Regions from separate parts of the Mus musculus genome. Here region 1 is linked to region 2. A link is a contact called in public promoter capture Hi-C data. All regions are on one chromosome and are shown on one strand. The core of a region is the stretch at or near the end of the contact, and the rest is flanking DNA. Distances in the headings are between cores, read along the strand shown. Region 1 overlaps Tmcc1 (transmembrane and coiled coil domains 1). Region 2 overlaps Tmcc1 (transmembrane and coiled coil domains 1).

Region 1 (4,079 bases), core at 1,541-4,040, 120 kb before region 2:
TGCAAAGGGTAACTTAGTCTTTCATTTTCTGTCACCTGATTATTGTTTGTTTCTTTTTTCATTATTAGTCACTTGTTCTTTTTTCCTGAGAATTTGTAGAAATCAACCTATTACTAAGGGTGTTGCTTCTGTCTTGGTTTATTTGCTAGTCGGTGACATAGTTTGCTGTTGAGTTTGATTGAGATTATATATACTGTGTGTAAACTCTGCTGTTATAAAGGCCTGTAGATCTAGATCTTAAATGACAGTAAGTATGCTTGCCAAAGATTTGCAGACACTAATCAAACAGGGAGAATTAGTTAAGTGTTTAATATGTAGCATCAAAGAAAGTGTAGCTAATAAAATCAAGATGGAGCCAAGTAGAAAGTATGAAAGCAGTAGGAAGGTGTAACAGAAATGTAAGGGTATTTACACAGACCTTCTGGCTCAGAGTGAATTGGTATGCCATAAAAATGAAATTTACTTGCCAGACATTTAAATTCTGCAGTGTGACTTGACAAAAACATCACTTTTCTGATGGGAATAAGATTCTTTTAAGATAAAAATTACATTTATTTATTGTGTATGTCTGTATGTATGGGGTATGCATGTGCCTCAGTGTACATACATGTGGAGGTTCAGAGGACAATTTGTGAGTTAGATCCTGTCCTCTATCATGTGATTATCAGGTCTTCAGGCTTGAGAATTATTGCTCAAATAGGTCTTTTTTTAATTTTCAAAGCTACAAAACTTAAGGTGAATTGTATGATACTGCTGTGAAAAGGGCAAATGTGATGAACATTTACAGATGCATGGAACTAGATAAAGAGATGGTTTGACCATGGTCCCTGCACAAGACAGAATGGCAAGAGCTCTGGGTAATGTATCCAATGAACGTTTGAGGAATTAGAAAACCTAACTAAATATATTTCAAACAAGAGGGTGTAGTCCTCTCCAGAGAACAGATAGTGGGCAGAAGCTTCTGCAGAGATTGCAGTCATCCCACTGTGGGAAAGAGCTTTCTCCCAGTAATTGTATGTCAATCTACATTTCTGCCTAGCTGATGGGTTGCTGGAATGTTGCCAATATGGTGCTCAGTCCCAGTCCAAGTTCCTCAGGGTGAGAAACAGCAAGATCTGGGATGGATGTTGTGGTTCCCAATCTCCTGTGCTTTATTCCAGACACCACTGGGAACTGTGAGGATTTGAGAATAGTAGTTTCCAGCTTCTTGTGACACAGACACTGCTCTAGGAACAGGGGTTCTGCAGGCCCGCACTTCTGTGCACCAGGCAGTTCCAAATGAGTGCTGAAAGTATAAAGGGGCTGGAAAAGAGGCCTTCCCCAGAAGATTTAGGTATGCCTCTTCATGAAGCTGCACCTCCAGTGGCTGTCTTTTTTTTTTTTTTTTTTTTTTTTTTGGTTTTTCGAGACAGGGTTTCTCTGTGTAGCTCTGGCTGTCCTGGAACTCACTCTGTAGATCAGGCTGGCCTCGAACTCAGAAATCCGCCTGCCTCTGCCTCCCGAGTGCTGGGATTAAAGGCATGCGCCACCACGCCCAGCTCCAGTGGCTATCTTTGATGAAGGAGATGGTCTTGGCTTGTTCAAACTGCTTTATTTATGGTGGAGGTAAATGTACACATCTTACTCAGGGTGAACCAGGAAGAGATGCCCAGGAAGGGAAGCTCATTGGCTAAACACTCAGAGCCTATCTAGATAACCTCAGTAGCATGGAGAACTCTAGGTTTTATGCTGTGTGATCAGTTGTCATGGTCTCTTAGTGGGGCATCATGGTTACATGTTTCAGGATAGGTAGAGCCTGGCTGGGAACTGGTTGTAGTGCCTGCTGTCCTCAACTATGAGATATACTAGCATTTTGAACCTGCTTCAACCTTACCAGTTCTGTCAGGTGGCATTGTCCACTTGCCTCAAATAGTATACTAAGCCCTGGGGTCTCTGCTTTAGGCCCAATGACTGTGTTGTGATGATGCTGTGAAAGGTGTCCTACAGGAACATAGGTTATAAATACCATAGCTCCTCTCCCTCCCAGCTCCTAAGATTTTCTGATCTCTTTTCTCAGTGGTCTCTCTTTTCAGTGCTAATATTGATAGTGATGAGAAACTAATGGAAGTCTTACTGACTTTAGTTCCTTAGTAATTGGGGACAAAAGAAACTGAAATTTTCAATTACCATTCGAAGAATACAGTACTTTAAACAAAGAGGCAAGTTTTTTTTTTTTTTTTTTTTTTAAAGATAAAAAATAGGGTCTGTAGAGATACTCAGTGTTGTGTGTAACTTTAAAAACACAATTCTTCCTTTCCTGGGAGCTCAGCCTCCCTCTGACCTTCCCAGTTCCCTTTGCTCCATCCAGCTTAGCCCAAGATCAAACACAACCATCCCCCAACCCAGGAAAAGCAGGAGGTGCTGTCCACTCCACTGGCTCCCTCAGCTTCTCTTTCATTCCTTCCAGCAAGCCACCAGCTACCGCTAGGCTTTTCTCTCCCCCCCCCCCCCACCTTTGCTCCTCAGAAGAGAAACATTCAGACAGCTTTATTATCTTAGAATTTGCCAGATAGCACAATTGTTGGGTGCAGATCTCCTAAACTTATTAGCTAACCTATATCAGCCAGCTTCAGCTGACCTACTTGGTTAACCATGGTAGTGGAGGCTGCTGGTTCTTGTTCCCCAAAGATCTTACATGACTGCTACATTTCCAAAGCTTGGCTGTAAAGGCCACTTCCCTTTCCTCCAATCTCTTTTTCCTCTTGGGACCTGGAAGTCGAACCTTTAACCTTTGCCCAGCAATTGGCTCCTACCTTCTTTATTGACACAATCAAGAACCAGTTAGGGAATCAGCACCTCCCCCTTCAACTCCGCTGTTAGAGACTTTGCTGCTTTTGCAAAGGACTTGAGTTTAGTCCCCAGCACTCACATTGGCAACACATAGCTGCCTGTAAATCCATCTTGACGGGTTCTGAGACCTCTTTCTGATCATCTTGGGCACTGGGATGGTTTGAATATGCTTGGCCCAGGGAGTGGCACTATTAGGAGGTGTGGACTTAGAGAAAGTATGTCATTGTGTGCTTGGGCTTTAAGATCCTCATCCTAGCTCCTTGGAAGCCAGGCTTTTCCTGTTTGCCTTCAGAACAAGTTGTAGAATTCTTAGCTCTTCCTACACCATCTCTGCCTGGATACTGCCATGCTCCTGCCTTGATGAAAAAGGACTGAACCTCTGAGGTTGTAAGCCAACCCTAATTAGAGAGTTGCCTTGGTCATGGTGTCTGTTCACAGCAGTAAAACCCTAACTTAGAAGTTGGTACCAGGGACTGGGATATTGCTGTGATAGGCCTAACCATATCTTTGTTTAGAAGAATGTAGATTTTGGGACTTTGGATTTGGAAATCCTATTAGGAATATGGAAGATGGTAGTGCTGAGGGTAATTTGAACTGTGTAGGCCTGCTGTCCCAAGAAGTTTCAATGGAAAAGAATGTTATTATGTCATCTACACACTGTTTTTGTGATATTTGGATGAAGAACATGGCTGCCTTTTTACCATTGTTCAAAGGTCTGCCTGAGACTAAAATGAAGAGATTTAGATTAGTTACTTTGACAAAGTCTCAAAACAGCCTGGTATAAATTCTGTTGTGTGCTTACTAAAATTAACTCTTATGAAGAGAACATTTTGATGAAAAGGAGCAAGCTTAGAAAGGAAAAGTATGAAATATATGGTAATAATAAAGGGACACCAGGAAGTAAAATGGAGCTGAATCCTGTGTTCAAGGAGATAAAGGTAGTGTTGATCTCAGGGTAATATTCTACCCACTGAAGCTTATTGTTTGTATTTGTAGATGAATAAGAACTAGTTTGGACTTTTAATCTGGAATGAAATACAATCCAGAAATGGAGGGCACACCTGTGATCCAGATCTTGATGCTGGAAGACTTAGGCTGTTGATCCAGATCTTGAGGAACAGTGGCCATGAAAAGTTTAGGCCCAGGCATGGTGGTACACACCTTTAATCCCAGGAGATAAAGGCAAGCAGATCTCTGAGTTCAAGACCAGCCTAGGACAGAGCAAGTTCTTGGTGAAGAAAAGCTTAAAT
Region 2 (4,158 bases), core at 986-3,485:
GGTTTCTCTGTGTAGCCCTGGCTGTCCTGGAACTCACTTTGTAGACCAGGCTGGCCTCGAACTCAGAAATCCGCCTGCCTCTGCCTCCCAAATGCTGGGATTAAAGGCGTACGCCACCACGCCCGGCTCCTTGTTACCTTTTTTTAAAGAATAGTTTACCCATGCTTCCTCTAAATGATAGTTACCTGGTAGTATACTGAGTTATGATGATTCACTGTCTGCTTTTGAAAGTGCTGCGTTCCTTTATTTAGCATGGAAGATAGAGCTTCATTTGGAAGATTAAGGCAGCCTGGGTTCCATGGTTATTTGCTCTTTCCCTTGTTCTTATCTTGAACCTGAATTCTTGTACATGCTACCATGTACTCTACCATGGAGAGACAGCCTCAGCCCAAGAATCTTGTTTGTTTGTTTGTTTGTTTTTCTTCCTGAAGAAGCTGCTCTACTGAAACTGTCAAATCAGTGAAATGTCACTTGCATTGGATGCTTACGGTCTAGGTTCAATTCTTAGTGCATCCAAAAAAGGGAAGGAAAAGGGAAAACATTTATAATGTTTTTGTAGCATTGTATATTATCTTCATTTAAAATAACAACAAGTAAAAGACTTAGACACAGGTTTTTTTTTTTTCCTCCTCCAAATTAAGCCCAGGCTGACCACAAACTCACAATCTTAATAGCCAGTTATATTTCTGAATAGCACTAATGTAGTAATACCATGTACAGTTCCACATAAAATTAAGTAGATTGAATGTCATTTTAATCTGTCTAAAGGTAAAAGTGCCCTGGACCTTTGAGAACCTTGAAAACAATTGTGCCTTGTGGGCTTTAGGTCTGCAGACTTCCTCTAGTCTCATTACCTTAAGAATATTAGACTCTTCATCTTACTTACAAAGTAAATTTCTACACACCTCTTGATTTGCTAGGAAGGATTTCTTGGGAGTTTCCCAGCACTTCCTCATGTAAGGCCCTGTGTCACCATGCAGGATTTATGGTGTCTGCTGCTAGGAAATCATTCCCTGCAGCACCCTTTGTTTAGGTGGTTGTCATAGATTAAAATGTACCCTCTAAGAGTTCATCTGATAAAACATGATTCCTGGGCTGGTGAGATGGCTCAGTGGGTAAGAGCACCCGACTGCTCTTCCGAAGGTCCAGAGTTCAAATCCCAGCAACCACATGGTGGCTCACAACCATCCGTAACAAGATCTGACTCCCTCTTCTGGTGTGTCTGAAGACAGCTATAGTGTACTTACATATAATAATAAATAAATTAATTTAAAAAAAAAACATGATTCCTCACATCAAATGTTAATGGTATTTGGAGGAGGAGCCATTGAAAAGTAATTAGGATAAGATAAAATTCTAGTGGTGTCCTCACAATGGCCTGAGCAGCTTCATGGAGAAAGAACACTGTCAGCATGCTTGCCCCATCTCACCATGCAATACCCTGTACTGTGTTAGGGCATCAGGAAGGCCCTGACCCAAGTGCCAGTGCTGTACACTTCTGCATCCAGCTTCCAGAACTGTAAGCTAAATTAATTTGTATCTCTATCAATCACACAGTTTTTTAAATTTTGTTATAGAAACAGCACACCAGATAACAGTGAATGATATTATAATGTGTGGTTCTTTTGAAATAGGCAGCACCTTAGCAAGTAGTCTGAAATGCTTACTATACTGTACTTTCACATGTTTACATTTATTTTTAGGTATGCTTGCATGTGTCTACATACATGTATGTGCAGATACATGTATGGATTCTAGGCATCAAATTCAGGTCATTGAGTTCCTCTACCCACAGAGCCTCCCTATACACTGTTGTTGAGATGGGGTCTCTAGATAACCCAGGCTGTCCTGGAACTCAGTATGTAGACCAAGTTGACCTCAAACTCACAGAGATCTACCTGCCTCAACTTCCTAAGTGCTGGGCTTAAACAAGTGCCATCATGCCCCATCTCTTTATTAGTTTTCAAGTATCTTTTTAGCTAGTCTGAAGTGGTCAGTAACAATATTCCTTTTTGGAAATCTTATAACTCTGCTACTAAGAAACAACTCTGTCGTTCTCCATTCTGAAGTAATTGGTTCTAACAGTAAAAGAAAATGCTTTCCCTGTTGAGGTGCTCATATGACCATTTCCAGGTCCTTGCTTTGTAGTTTTTCTGTTTCCCTGCCTACTGGCTGGTGTTAGCTTTTGTGTAATTGAGAGCTGCTGAACTCAAACAAAAACCTCCCTCTCCCTGAATTCTAGCGGAAAGTTAATACAATTTTGGACTTTGAGCTGAGCTAGCTTCTGAGGGGAGAACAAAAGAGTCCTTGGGGGGAGATGCAGATTCTCAGCTGACTGGTCCCTTGTCTTATCCCAATGCCCCTTGACTCCAATGCTCTGGCTGTCCTGGAACTCTGTTTAGACCAGGCTGGCCTTGAACTCAGAGAGATTCACCTGCCTTTAACTTCCTAACTGCTGGTATTAAAGGCATGCACCACCATACTCTGGTTATAGGAGTTTCTGAGATGATATCTCACTGTCTATTTCCTATGTAAACCATGTTGGTCTTAAACTTACAATAATCCTACAGCCTCATCCTCACAAATGCTATAATTTATAAGATTCCGTCTTATAAGCTGGGCTAGAGATGACTCAGTGGTTAAGAGCAGTTGACTTCTCTCTTCCAGAGGTCCTGAGTTCAATTTTCAACAATCTTATGGTGTCTTACAACCATCTATAATGGAATCTGATTGCTTCTTCTGGTGTGCATGAAGACAGAGTATTCATATGTATATAATACATGGATAGATAAATCTTCTTTAAAATTAAATAAAGTAAAATAAACTGTACTACCAGCCTAGATTTTGTTTGTGTTTTGAGACATCCTGGCTGGCCTTGAACTCAGAAGCAATCCTGGTCATTTCAGCTAAAACCATAGGATATGTCTCATGCCCAACACCCTGACATTCATTTTATTAAAAACAAGTACTATAGTGTTAGGGTCCAAGAATTGCTGAAGGAAGACCCCAGACTCAAATGGTATTCAAAGGCAAAGAGTGTTTATTCTGAAGAAATTACCAGTATGCAGGGGTCAACCATTCATCAAAATGGTTGATGGCAACAACTTGTATTCAAGGCTAGGGGAATTTTCCAGAAGGGTTTGGTAACCTCTAATATGATTGGTAGGGGCAAAGCAGTGACATTGGTACAATTTTGATTGGTTGCTATGTTTGTTAGTTTCTCTATATTTGGTGAGGCCTTGAAGAATTTTGGAAGCCAGCTCAGTCCTGGCCTTGTTATCTCCTCCAGCTAGGTGTCTCGGGAACTGACCCAGCTCCAGACTTACCCTGCCTCAGTAAGGGCCATCATTGACTAAAGGCTCATTGTCAGTGACTCCTGAGGAGCCCAATATGCTACCCAGAGAATGGAAATCTTTATTCCCAAGGTTTTTAGTCCTCTCAATAGTAAGAATAAAGCTGGTCGTGGTGGCGCACGCCTTTGATCCCAGCTCTTAGGAGGCAGAGGCAAACGGATTTTTGAGTTCAAGGCCAGCCTGGTCTACAGAGTGAATTCCAGGACAGCCAAGGCTATACAGAGAAACCCTGTCTCGAAAAACAAACAACAACAAAAAAAAAGTAAGATTAATTGTAATGTTTTGGTCAGTAATCTAAGTTTAGAATGTTCTGATAATAAACCCAAGGGACTATGCTGGGGCCTAGCAAACACATAAGCGGATGCTCATAGTCAGCTATTGGATGGATCACAGGGCCCCCAATGGAGGAGCTAGAGAAAGTATCCAACCCTATAGGTGCAACAACATTATGAACTAACCAGTACCCCAGAGCTCTTGACTCTAGCTGCATATGTATCAAAAGATGGCCTAGTTGGCCATCACTGCAAAGAGAGGCCCATTGGACTTGCAAACTTTATATGCCCCAGTACAGGGGAACGCCAGGGCCAAAAAGGGGGAGTGGGTGGGTAGGGGAGTGGGTGGGAGGGTATGGGGGACTTTTGGGATAGCATTGGAAATGTAAATGAGGAAAATACCTAATAAAAAGTATTTAAAAAAAAACAGGAGAAATAAGAATACATGCAGTACTCAGGCTTGATATTCTGATTTCTACCCGAGTAGATGAATGTGTGTGTGCTGGTATTGTTTTCCTATCGTTTTAGACTTG

What was found. Capture Hi-C pulls out chosen DNA fragments and counts their contacts.
Region 1: a promoter capture Hi-C map of liver shows a contact between it and region 2. The contact joins two enhancer-like sites. A contact is called at or near these places in 3 of 9 other capture datasets (adipose tissue, liver and pancreatic islet).

What each region holds. Positions count from the first base shown.
Region 1 is chr6:116,179,667-116,183,745 of GRCm38.p6, reverse strand. The region is part of intron 1 of Tmcc1 (transmembrane and coiled coil domains 1); the gene reads left to right. Among named protein-coding and RNA genes, the nearest start is that of Tmcc1, 12 kb to the left of the region's middle. Within about 2 kb of position 2,790, at least 17 of the 459 cell types and tissues checked have an H3K27ac peak or open chromatin away from gene starts, as enhancers often do. A contact at or near this core is called in liver, where this site is marked.
Region 2 is chr6:116,061,833-116,065,990 of GRCm38.p6, reverse strand. All of the region lies in intron 3 of Tmcc1 (transmembrane and coiled coil domains 1), which reads left to right. Among named protein-coding and RNA genes, the nearest start is that of Plxnd1, 69 kb to the right of the region's middle. Within about 2 kb of position 2,235, at least 5 of the 459 cell types and tissues checked have an H3K27ac peak or open chromatin away from gene starts, as enhancers often do. A contact at or near this core is called in liver, where this site is marked.